2 separate regions of the Mus musculus genome follow, and region 1 is linked to region 2. Evidence: chromatin contacts called from public promoter capture Hi-C data. All regions are on one chromosome and are shown on one strand. The core of a region is the stretch at or near the end of the contact, and the rest is flanking DNA. Distances in the headings are between cores, read along the strand shown. Region 1 holds the start of Ovol1 (ovo like zinc finger 1). Region 2 holds the start of Capn1 (calpain 1).

Region 1 (6,491 bases), core at 1,258-3,757, 450 kb after region 2:
AATGACGATTCATCCCATGAACATGGATCTCACTGGAGCCGCAGCAACAGCCAGCCAGCCAGCCCAGGCCGAGCGCCCTCGCTCCTGGACCTTGCTCAGCTCACTATGACTCTCTGGACCTGTAGAGTCACTGGACTGACTGGGCTGGCGTCGCCCATTTCAGTTCCCACCTGACTTTCTGGACATTCAACTTGCTCTCTGATTAAAAAAAAAAAAAAAAAAAAGGCTGGCTTTGTGTTCACGGATGCCGGTGAAGGCTTCACAGTAGACTCTGGGCACTCTCCTGCCATGAGGCGGCACATGAAGAAGCTCAAGAAGTACTATGTAAACCCACCAGGCTGCCTTTAATCTCTGCACTTGGGAGGCTGAGGCAGGTAGATCTCTGTGAGTTCAAGGCCAGCCTGGTCTACAGAGCTAATTTCAGGGCAGCCAGGGCTACTCAGAGGAAAGCCTGTCTAAAAAAAAAAAAAAAAAAAAAAAGCCAAGTTCAGCTGCGTCCCAATCAGTGCTGATGTCCCCGGATTTATTGCTAAAGATAAGCATACAGTAGGTGCTCAACTAATGTTAGTTACCGAGCAAGGTCCAAATCAGAGTGAAAGGGGGTACAGAAGTGTGGGCTATGACAGACGGCTCTCTGGGGACAGCAAGGGGAAGTGGCAAATCTTAATGGCTCAGAAGAGTCCTGTCACCTTCCCAGGAAACCCGGGAGGTGGGTGGGGGGGTGATAGGATCCTCCAGGAACAGACTTAAGGCCCTTGATCAAACTCAGTCTACTTCCTGCTCAGTGAGGAGGGGGCTAGTGTCTCTGCAGGGCTGCCCCAAGCTGTACTTTCTCCTCATCCACCCCAGGGAGTTCACAAAAATATGGGGAAATATATGGGGTCTCTACAAGTCCTCCCACGTTTGAAATGTCCTCTGCAAGTGACTGCCTCAGAGACCATATTAAGGACTTCCCTCTCAACTACTGTGCGTGTGTGTGTGTGTGTGTGTGTGTGTGCCAGCACGCACCAGTTCCATACTGTGCCATGGGTCAGAGAGCACCTGAGGGATCAGCTTTCTCCCTCCACTCTGTGGGTCCTGGGAGCTGGACACAGGTCTCCCCACTTACTGGCAAGTACCTTGTGACTCACATGGACAGCCTTTCTTTTAGTTCTTTTGTTTTGCTTGAGACAGGATTTCACTATGAAACATAGATTGGTTTCTAACTCAGTTTCCCTACCTCAGCTTCCCACAAGCTGGGATCACAAGCATGAACCGTATCCACCTGTGACTCCTGACTTTTGAACTGTGTGAATTAATTTATCAGACTAATTTCCTCACAGTCTGTTCCGGCAAACATTTAACACTATGTGAGACAGGTGTACTGAAGTCTGGAGTCTAAAAATGTTAGCAGCCTTTAACTGCAGGTTCCATCCCTGCCTTTAATAGGTCAGCCAGTAAAAGCAACCCAGCACGGCCAAAGTGTCATAGTGTGGCTCACACGAAGGCCACGGAACACTCTCAGTTCAATGGGGGTGGGGCATAGCTCCAACTAGGCCTGCTGAAGAGTACAGCAGGGTGGAGGGGGAGCTGCTTGCTGATCTCCCACCCAGGGAGGACACTGGTTGCAACAGGCAAGAGGACTGTGTCAGATCTCACTCAGCTGGAGTCATTATCCCAGAGCCTCTTCCAGGTTTTCAGAATCTGAAATCCGGCTGTTTATGACCAGGAGAGTTTGGGCGAATACACCCGCCCATATGCCAAGGTGCTGGCCTGGGTTAGGTTGGACTCAGGGCAGTTTAATCGCCCTCGAAACCAGAAGGCAGGCTCCAGCTTTGGATTCACAGGCGCATCCGAGCCTCCCGGTCCACGCGCACCTCTCGTCTCGCGTGCCTTTCCGCAGGAACCCGGTGCCCAGCAAATACCTCTCCGCTGAACCAAGAATTGCTCACCCTGGCCTTGGGGATCCCTGGCCGCTGGGTTCGGGCCCGGACCGCCGGTTCCCGCTCCGCGGCTTTGTGCCTCTCCCGGCGCCCCGGGCGCGCCAGGCTGGGCCCGGACCTGTTGGGCCAGTTTTATGTCATCGCCCACAGAGCGTGCGAGCGCCGGTGCAAATAACGTTGCCCTCCCCTCCCTTTCCGTGCCCGCTCCCTCCGAAACTCTAGTTTGCAAACGTGAGCACGCTGGGCAGGGGAGGTCCGGGGCGGGCCGGGTGCTTCTGGGTGTGGGGACCGGAGCACGCCCCCTAACCCTGCCCCCGTCGTGCCACCCCGCCCGGGCCGCGAGGCCACCTCACCCGCAGCGGAATGGAAACCGGTTCGACAGGTAACAAATAGGTGGGTTGTCACCGTTATTTCCCAACGCATGCGCCATCGCTCTCTCGGCCACTCCAAGCTAATTAGATCAGATCAACACCCCTACCCCACCCCCGCCCGAGCCACCAACACACACCGCCGCGAGCCAATAAAGCGTGAACCCGTCCGTCCAGCTCGCACTTGAAGACTTCGCGAGCAGCCGCGGGGACGCCAGTCGAGCTAAAGGACGCTGGCTTAGCGCTTCTGCGATCCCGGTGCACCTGGCTGCACCCTCTCTGTGGACACCGGCGACCTTCGGCGTAGTTGGAAACGCCACGCGTGGTCCCTGGTACACTCTGTCCTAAGAACGTGGACACGCCTCGGCGACTCTTTCCTTGAACTGTCCCTATTCCCGCGCCTCAACCCCGATCCGGTGGAAGAAAAGGTGGGACGACCACACGAACTCGACTTACCAGAGCGAACCGCGCCGGGCCAGGAGGAACTGAAGATGCCTCGCGCGTTCCTGGTGAAGAAGCCATGCGTCTCCACGTGCAAGAGGAACTGGAGCGAGCTCCCGGACGAAGAGCGCGGCGAGATCTACGTGCCAGGTGAGGCGCCTCGGGCTCCCGGCGCCGGGAGGGCGGGGCGCACGGACCAGCGGTCGGCGCCGGTCAGTCGAGCGTGGGGACGCAGATTCTCGTCGCGATTCGACCCCCGGCGCTGAAGGAGCGTGGGTGGGGGAAGGGGACTCCAAACCGAGGCTTTGCCGCTCTCAGGCCCGGGATCTCCTGCCCGCGCCGCGCTACAGGGGACGCAGTGGGGTGTGTCACCGCTCAGGCGACCTCCGGCTCTCGTGTCGTAAATCCAGAAAACCCGGGCTTTCATGAGGCAGGAGAGGAGCACTGGAGCGATGCCACTTTGGAGGGGAGGGCCAGGGAATGGAAAGGAGCAGAGCTGGAGTTTCCGCTGAAACTTGGGCTACATTGTAAGAGAAAACTTGGCCCCATAACTTTGGTGGTATTGAAATGAGGGTCCAGATTCAGGACCACCGAATTTCCCTGGACTCCTGCCTGACGGTCCAGGAGCTGCTGGGAAATAAACCCAATGTACCTTGCTTGCCTTTGAGACAGTCCCACCTCGGTTCAGCTCGTGGAGGACACTAAGCAAAAGATGGTTCTTAGAGCCGTAAGGTACTCCAGGAAGCCAGTGTACCTAGTTTATTTAGGGAGGACGCCTTGACAGCCTGCACGTCAACTTAGAATTGAGTTGCTAGAATTGTCTCTTCTTCCAGCTGCATCTTCCTCTGAGACCCTAGAAAACTTCTGCCCCCTCTCTCCCAATACAAAACTCCCCTCCCCTATCTTGGGGGGTGGGGCAGGAGCCTACTGCCCTGCGCCTCCAAGGGGGGAGGGGGAGGCGGTAATTAACCAACCGACTTTGACCCTTGATCTGCAGGTTCCCTGGCTCCACCCAGGCTTTTAAGAAAGCAGGGGAAATGAGGGTGGTGAGTGAGGGGCCCTGTGCGGGTTCTTGCCTCAATTTCCCTCTTGGAAAGCTGTCTTGGGCGTAATGGTGTTTTGTGTCAGACCGTCCAGGATCCGATGGCTGGTAGGATGTTTTATAAGTGAACCTTACTAAGGAGCTGTATGGCTACTCTGAAGGCTGCTTAAAGGAGGGAATGGGCCAGAAGGCCCTAGAATCTCCAATGTGGAGGAGCAGGAGGTAAAAGCCCTGAGGTGTGGGCTTGGGATTTTGTGATTTCTGCCTGGCTGTATGTTCTGGCCGGTGCGCCACCTCCAGAAGGGCTGCTGAGGGACACAGCCCGTTGGTTCCTCGCTCCGGCCTCCTCCCCATCCCGTGTTTGGCGTGCTGCTTAGGTGCTCCTTGGGATCTGATAACCTGAACTTGGACTGTGCTAAAGGTGAGCTTGTGTTAAGCCAGGCTCAGAGTGCTGTTGTTTTTAGTTTTACTTCCCATCCCAGTCAGTAACAGACCGTCCACTGACTTTCAGCTAGTTCAAATTATTAAGACTTCCTTGGGTTCTAGAAATTCCCCCTGCCCCCCTGAACAGATCCGAGGGACATGAAGACCAGAGACCTGGTCCCATGGCCTGTCCCATTAGGTGGATAGTCAGTGCCACCTACGACTGCTGTCCTAAGGAGGTGCTTCCCTCTCTCAGGACTGCCCAGGGCGGAAAATAAGCTCTTGTAAGAACCCCCTCATCGCTGAGTTGAAAGAGACTTGTGGGTAGGAGCGGCAGGGCTTAATTTTCCTTCCTGTGTCAGGTGGTCCCAGGAGCTACAGTTTTCCCCACAGTTTTGGAAATAAAAAGGGGAATGGAGCTGTTCTATGCTTGGATGCCTCAGACGGCCGGAGTGCAGGGGGTGTGTTCTGTCTCCCGGCTGAGCCATTCCACCAGCAGCCAACCATGGTCCCAGGAGCTGGCTGGGCACGTTTACCCTACCTCACACAGCATGCTTTGACCAGCTAAGCAATGACCCCGTTCCCAGTGGGAGGGCTGGGAGTATGGGAGTCTGTGAGTTCTGACCTCCCCTCCAGAGTTTACTACATACTGAGGATGCTGGGCTGCTGGGCCTGACCTGGGAGATACCCCTCACCATCCCTTCACGATCCTTCCCACAAGCTTCCAGAGTCATCTCCCAGGACAGTCATGGCCATTCCTTCAGCTCTGGGGAGAGCTGGTAGCCCGCACCAGAAGGCAGGCAAGGAAGGCAATGACTCCGTTCTCCACCAGCGCAGTTCGGGGACTCACTTGGCTCCTCCCCACCACCCACCACCTCTTCTGGTACTGGACTCTCTACTTGGTTGTTTACTCTGGTGACAGGAAGGATGGTGGGTTATTATTATTTTTAGAATGAAACAGGCCCTTGTAGCTGGGGGTCGAATACCATTCCTGCTCTATGGGAGGTTCAAGGACTTGCCTTGGAGCCATTCCTCTAAGGCTTGTCCTTGATGAGTGAAGTCACAGAAAAGGAAGGGACCTAGGGACAGACTGAGCCTGAAAGCTGGAACTCCAGGAGAATTCCAGGTGCCTCTTCTAAGCTCCAGGTCCCCCTCCTTCCAAGCCTCCCCCTGGCTAATAATCTGGCTCGCTGACCTGTTCTGGGAGCACAACACATGCCCAAAGCTCGGAAGCTAGGTAGGGTGTGCACATCTGTAATCCCCATACTTGGAAGGTGGAAGCGGGAGGATCTGGAATTCAGACAGCCTCTGCTACAGAACAGCCCTGAGGCCAGTCCTGGCTATCCGAGACCCTATCTCAAAAAAAAAAACAAAAAAACAAAAAACAAAAAACCCAAAACAAACAAACAACCCTACAGGCTAAAACCCAGGCTAGCCAGGCTGCAGTGCAGGAGCCAGGGTTCCTCCAGATAACGTGGCCCAGCTTGCCACTGCTGCTAGATAGTGTAGGAACTTGACCACTCCTTTCATTGTTTGAGACAGACAGAGTCTTACTGTGTAGTCCTGGAACTCACTCTGTAGACCAGGAGGCCCTGGAACTCAAAGATCTACCCTTCAAGACAGGTTTTCCCTGCGTAGTCCTAGATGTCCTGGTACTATTTTGTAGACTAGGGTGTCCTTGAACTCAGAGACCTGACTGCCTCTGACTGCTCTTGCCAGGTTGAGTAGTCAGGCTGAAAAGTCAGCTGTGGGCCGCTGCTTCATGTAGCATTGTGGGAAGCCGAGCTGCTTTCAACAGCTGCTGAGGGTACTGGGCAGTGAAGGGGTCAGCTAGGTTCTAGTTGCCCAACCGTGGCTGCAGTAAGGCAAAAGCTGTCAAACTGTCCCAGAAAAGACGGTGAGGACAGCATTCTAGGCTTGTGGAGAAGAGGGAGCACCGCTTAGCCACCGCCTGTGTTTGTATCATTGTTCATTCGACAGGCAACATAAGATAGACAGGTGGAGCCTGGCCGGCCCGTGCTGGCTGAGAGAGTGAAGTGATGGACGCCACAGGAAGTACAGCTCTCATCCCATCAGGGACAGACGGGCCCCTCATCCTCTAAGAACCAAGAGTTCAGTCCCTTCAGCACAGACACTGAATAAAATGAAGGCGGTGGGGACAGGGAGCAAATCCTGCCTGGAGAAAGCTGGCGTTAAATAGAAGGGCCACATGAGGCTGAGGGACAGGCCTGTCCCAGCCCTGTAGCATCTGCAGTTGGCTGCAGGTAATTGCTAGCTGCCCTGCAGGTCTGAGGG
Region 2 (5,865 bases), core at 261-2,760:
CTGTAACTCCAGCTTGTGAGGGTCTGAAACCCTCTTCTGCCCTCTTGTGCTTACTTGCATGCATGTGCACACATAAATAAAACAACAAAAATCTGAACCCCTGAATCTGCCTAACCCTGCCACTCTCCCCTCTTTTCTCCCCGGAGTAAGCAACACCCGCTACACCTCATGTCCTCTACCTGCCTAGGCTTTCTTCAGGCACCACCCTACCTCTCCCCCGCCCCCGGCCACGCGCATCTCCCCACCCTTGCCAAAGTTCCTGCCTTTACTGACACCTGCATTAGATGAGGCTTCAGTCGGGGAAAGTGTGTGGACCAACCCTTCCTCTCCATTAACCATGAAGGCAGAGGCGTCTTCATCAGCTCATGCCCAGCTGAGCATAACGCCCAGGTGCGAAAGTTAGACGCAGTCAGCTCTTAACTTTTGGAGTGTCGAGGTGCCTAGAATCCCAAGAAAAGCACCATCTATTCAATGAATGCTTGTCCATCTTATGTAGCTTGATCGGCCATGCTGTGACCTCTATAACTGTGAAGAGCCTTGGGACCGCTCCAATCCCTCTGCATCCTTGATGCTCCAAACTCTTGTAGTGCGCCCAGGGGGATCTGCAGGTCCTGTGTGAGCCTGCCCTGGTGTTCCGGGCCTCTGCTGCCCTCTCCCGGGTCAGGTAACCCCCACAAGGGAGCTGATCCCAGGTGCGCAGACCAATTACTTGAAAGAGAAGGCCAGAATGCTACACAAAGATTGGCTAAGGCCATTGTCCCTCTTTTTTTTCTGCACGGTTGGGGAAATCGAGGCACGGATTTACCTAAGGCCATGCAGGGTGTGCGCAAAGACCGCTAGGGCGGAGTGCTAGCTCTGCAGGCCTGCGCCCTAAGGTGAGGGGGTGGGGAGCTGGCTCAGCCCTACAGCGGGTCTGCGGCAGGGACCGGCCGGGGTGGGGCTACCGTTTGTCTAGCGTCCGGCAGAAGTCAGCTCTCATCCAGCCAGGGGCAGCTCCAGCAAGCAGTTGCAGCCACCAGAGGTAATCCCTGCTTCGCCGAGCGCCGGCTGGGCTGGAAGACAGCTGCAACCCAGAGGCACGCGGGGGCGCAGGAGGCGGGTGGAGGACTGTGTTGGCGGCGTCACTGAGCCGGATCGTCCCCAGTACCTTCCCGGAGGGCGACATAGGGTGGGGCCGGCGGCTCTGCAACTCGAGCTGCGGCCCTAGTTAAAAATACCCCTTGCCCTACCCTCTCTCTGGCCGGCGGTGCCCTTCTGTCCCAGTCCAACCCTTCTCACCCGGACCGGCGACCGGCTCCTCCCGGGAGACAACTCTGCCATTTACCAATTTGTCCTCTCGCAGAGCTGGCTTAGAGTCTGCAGAGGAAGGGGGCGGGGGGAGGGGACTGAAAGACACCCTAAGTAAGAGATAGTAAAAAAGTGTTGCGGGGGAGATAAGGGAGAGCCTAGAGGGAGCGGGGTAAGAGCCTCGGGCGTAGGTGGAGGACCAGGGAGGGAGGGACCAGGGCCGAGGGGCGGTGGAGGAGGGCGGGGAGGAGGGCAGGGAGGAGGGCAGGGAGGAGCGCTCTTCCTGGTTGGGCCCTGCCCTGAGCTGCCACCAAGGAAGCCAGCCCCAGGGACCGCAGCAATCTCCCAAACTCCCCTTCCCCAGGTAAGAAGTTGGGTGTCCAGACTACGACTGTTTGACCCAGGCCACTGCTTCTGGGGTTAGGGGGCTGTCGCTGATCAGCCCCTGCTTCAGGTCTTCTGTGTGTTTGCCTGAGGGTTAAGGGTCCGGAAGCAGCTCAACCCAGGCGCTCAGCTCAACCTGTCCGCTGTAGCTGGGCCAGTGTCCAGTGCTCTGATGTTCAGCTTGTGGAAAGGCATCAGTGCGTGGAGTTTTCAGTTCCTAAGCCGAGGAAAGGGGCAAATGAACTAGATGCTTGGCAGCTTTGTGGAGGGGAAGTTACAGGCAGGCAAATGGTGTCAGGGATCGTACCTGGAGTACCTCTGCTCTGCTGCTGTGGCTGGCCTCCACCCTATCCTACCTGCCTGGATGGCTGATACCAAACTGTCACCTCTGGGCGGTAAGAATAGGGAAAAGAGAGGTGGTGACCAGGATACCTAGAAACTGGACACCCCTTTCCAGATTCTGAGAGCCTAACAACAAGGTGGCTGAGAGTCCCAGGCACTGTAAAGGGAGCAGTGACCCATGTTTGGGGAGGAATGAGTCCAGGAGAATGTCGGCAGGCAGTTGTGTTTTATCCCTGGGAAGGCCTGCATCTCTACCAGGCCCATGTGTTCCCCAGGATGACAGAGGAGTTAATCACCCCTGTGTACTGCACCGGGGTGTCAGCCCAAGTACAGAAGAAGCGGGACAAGGAGCTGGGCTTGGGCCGCCATGAAAACGCCATCAAGTACCTGGGCCAGGATTATGAAACGCTTCGGGCAAGATGCCTGCAGAGTGGGGTCCTCTTCCAAGACGAGGCCTTCCCTCCGGTTTCTCATAGCCTGGGCTTCAAGGAACTGGGTCCTCATTCCTCTAAAACCTATGGCATCAAATGGAAGCGGCCTACGGTAAGAGGGCCACTCTGGGTGGAACTTGGTTCTGATGGTGGTGGGCAATGGGACTGGGCCCCCCCATTATTCGTGGTGTCTGGGTACCAGTTTCTAGGAGGGACTGGCCCAGGAACATGACCGTGGGTCTTGTAGGAACTGATGTCAAACCCCCAGTTCATCGTGGATGGAGCCACCCGGACAGACATCTGCCAGGGAGCACTGGGTAGGCCCCCAGGGGTGGGGTTCTGGGCGTTTGCCCCATTGTAGTTCTCCGTTCCCGTTCCATTGGGCACTGCCCCAACTCCTCCCTCCTGCAGGTCCAGACAGGTTTTGACTATCAGCATAGGTGCTGGTTCGCCCAGATTCCTGGGTCTTTTCTGTAAGCGGAGGGGAGATGAAGGGTACCCCACCCAGGGAATCCCTGGTGGCCCCCGGCATCCCACATACACAGCACCTCCCTCCCCTGGGCAGATCCGGAAAGCAAGCCTGATGAGGGTCTTTCCTATTCCAGGGGACTGTTGGCTCCTGGCTGCCATTGCCTCCCTCACCCTCAACGAGACTATTCTGCACCGAGTGGTTCCCTACGGCCAGAGCTTTCAGGATGGCTACGCTGGCATCTTTCATTTCCAGGTGAAGGTCCCTGCACCCTCCCTGGGCCAGAGGAATAGCTGACTTTAGGGAGATGGGAAAGGATGGCCCACAGCACTGTGAAGCTGAGATGGCCGGGGCCATGCCCTTCGAGGGCAGCCCTCCCTCTGGAAGGTATTTGGCCTCTCTGTGCCACCTCTGGTCAGTCATGTGTGAATGGTCAAGCAGGTATTTTCAGCTTGCAGCTCTCCTAGGTAAGGTTGTGCTTAGCAGAGAAAGTGTGGAAGAAGTGCTTTGGCTTTTTGCCCCAGCCTCAGTTTCCCCATCTTCACCTGTCAGTTCACCCTTTTCCCAGTTTCCCAGACTTGGCAAACCTGACAGAGTGTAGAGGAAAAGACAGACATGGCGTTTAAACACCATTCCCTGATGTTTCTGACAGGGCCCACGTTTCAAGTTACATTAGTGAATTCTCCAGGAGCTAGTGTTGAGAGTCACACCCCAAAAGTCTTGGTTGAGGCCTTTTCTACCATGATGATCCCAGTCATGCCTGAAGGGGGTCTCTGTGTTCCTTCCTTCTGCCTAATTTGGTCCCACTACCTCACTCTGCCCACGCCAGAAGAAATGGCAGCTATTATTCTATGCTGAGTGCCCCAACCAAGACAGCTCTGTCACCCTTTTCCCTACCCCCTTTCCTCAAATCTCCAATCTACTCCTCTTCCAGCTTCTATTTGGCACAGTCAGTGCCGCTTCCCAAATCCTTCAGTGATCCTCTTACCTCATCATTCTGGGCTTCTCCCTGCAACAATTTTTGGTGTTTTCCGAAGCTTCTGTCCCTAGGCAGCCTAGGCCTGCATCCCTGGAGCAAATCTGGTGCATTTGGAACCAGCCTGCCCATCTGTGGTTGAGGGTCTGGGCACAACATTGTCTTTCCACATCTCCCACTTACTTCTATACTCAGGCTTAAAATAAGGAAGCAAGGGGCTGTGAAGCTGAGATGGCCGGGGCTACGCCCTGTGCGGACAGCCCTCCCTCCGGAAGGTATTTGGCCCCTCTGTGCTAAGAGCACTAGAAGCTCTTTCAGGGTTCCTGAGTTCAATTTCAGCAACCTCGTGGTGCCTCACAACCAACTATAATGTGGTCTGATGCTCTCTTCTGTTGTACAGACTTAACAGAAAGACTCATATATAGCCGGGCGTGGTGGCTCATGCCTTTAATCCCAGCACTCGGGAGGCAGAGGCAGGCGGATTTCTGAGTTCGAGGTGGGCCTGGTCTACAGAGTGAGTTCCAGGACAGCCAGGGCTACACAGAGAAACCCTGTCTCAAAAACCAAAACAAACAAACAAACAAACAAACAAACAAAAAAGACTTATATACATAAATTAAAAAAAAATAGGAAGGCAAGTAAGAGGGGCAGGACCTAGGGTTGCTTTGAGGAGGAACATGGACTGGAGGCCTTCTTGCCCTTGCCCTCTCCCATATCTGAAGGCGAGCCTTGTTCTGACTTGTTCATCTAAAAATTCTAATTCCATTTATTTATAACGTGTGTGCGCGTGTGCGTGTGTTGATGGGGATTAACAGTGTGTCTGTGTAAAGGGCAGAGGATGACTTGTAGGGCCAGCTCTTCCCTTCCATCCTGTGGATCCGAGGACTGCACTCTAGTTCTGAGGCTTAGAGGCTAACAGCTAGACCCCCAGGCACCCCCAGAACCACTGACACGGTCCAGATCTGGTTTTGTGGTATTGTTTTGTTTTTCAGACATAGTCTTACTGGCTGTCCTGGAACTTCCTGTGTAGATCAGGTTTTCTTTGAACTCATAGAGATTACCTCCTGAGTGCTGAGACACCTTTAGGTGTCTATAGTTGTGGTGCCCTGGGCTGAGTGACTGTACACTCTAGAAGACAAGAGGCATGCCTGTAAGAATGTGTGTGTGCGCGATACGTGTGTGTGTGTGTGTGTGTGTGTGTGTGTGTGTGTGTTACACATGTACCCAGCATACAGATCGAGACTCGTGCATTTAGTAAGTCCAGCTGAAGCTGGAGAGGAGGCCTGGGACCCAGGGCAGGGGCTAACTTTGTCCCTTTCCCACAGCTGTGGCAGTTTGGGGACCAGGCCCAGGGCAAGGGCTGACTTTGTCCCTCCCACAGCTGTGGCAGTTTGGGGACCAGGCCCAGGGCAGGGGCTGACTTTGTCCCTCCCACAGCTGTGGCAGTTCGGGGAGTGGGTCGACGTGGTCATAGATGACTTGCTGCCCACCAAGGACGGGAAGCTGGTGTTCGTGCACTCTGCCCAGGGCAACGAATTCTGGAGCGCACTGCTGGAGAAAGCCTATGCTAAGTGAGTAGGATCCCCAGGGCACATCTTCGGTCTCTGGGGGTGGAGAGGTTGTCCTGGCCCTCTTACCCGGTCCTCCTTGATGATGCTACTAACCGACCTGGAGCTGCCCACAGAGTGAATGGCAGCTATGAGGCTCTTTCGGGAGGCTGCACCTCAGAGGCCTTCGAGGACTTTACCGGTGGGGTCACTGAGTGGTACGACCTGCAGAAGGCCCCCAGCGACCTCTACCAGATCATTCTAAAGGCCCTGGAACGAGGCTCCTTGCTGGGCTGCTCCATTAATGTGAGTGATGTCTAAGTTCCTCTGACAAACCCTAATCTCATCTTCAGCGCACCACTCGCCCCCTCCTCAGCTCATTTCCGGCTGGGGATGAGCCCCGCCCATCACCTCCTCGAATACTCCATG

Evidence for each region. Promoter capture Hi-C pulls out the DNA fragments that hold promoters and counts their contacts.
Region 1: a promoter capture Hi-C map of the SN4741 cell line shows a contact between it and region 2, with 4 times the contacts expected there. A contact is called at or near these places in 3 of 39 promoter capture datasets (the SN4741 cell line, erythroid cells and liver) and 2 of 9 other capture datasets (adipose tissue and liver).

What each region holds. Positions count from the first base shown.
Region 1 is chr19:5,556,591-5,563,081 of GRCm38.p6, reverse strand. Ovol1 (ovo like zinc finger 1) reads left to right here and starts at 2,507. Exons shown (of 4, transcript NM_019935.3): 1 at 2,507-2,881. The coding sequence starts at 2,782. It also overlaps a transcript of Ap5b1 not described here.
Region 2 is chr19:6,010,892-6,016,756 of GRCm38.p6, reverse strand. Capn1 (calpain 1) reads left to right here and starts at 1,510. Exons shown (of 22, transcript NM_007600.3): 1 at 1,510-1,651; 2 at 2,289-2,556; 3 at 2,692-2,761; 4 at 3,050-3,168; 5 at 5,327-5,460; 6 at 5,574-5,742. The coding sequence starts at 2,290. It overlaps Gm10814 (predicted gene 10814), which reads right to left and starts at 4,137. Exons shown (of 5, transcript NR_045783.1): 1 at 4,073-4,137; 2 at 2,401-2,528; 3 at 945-1,888; 4 at 274-440.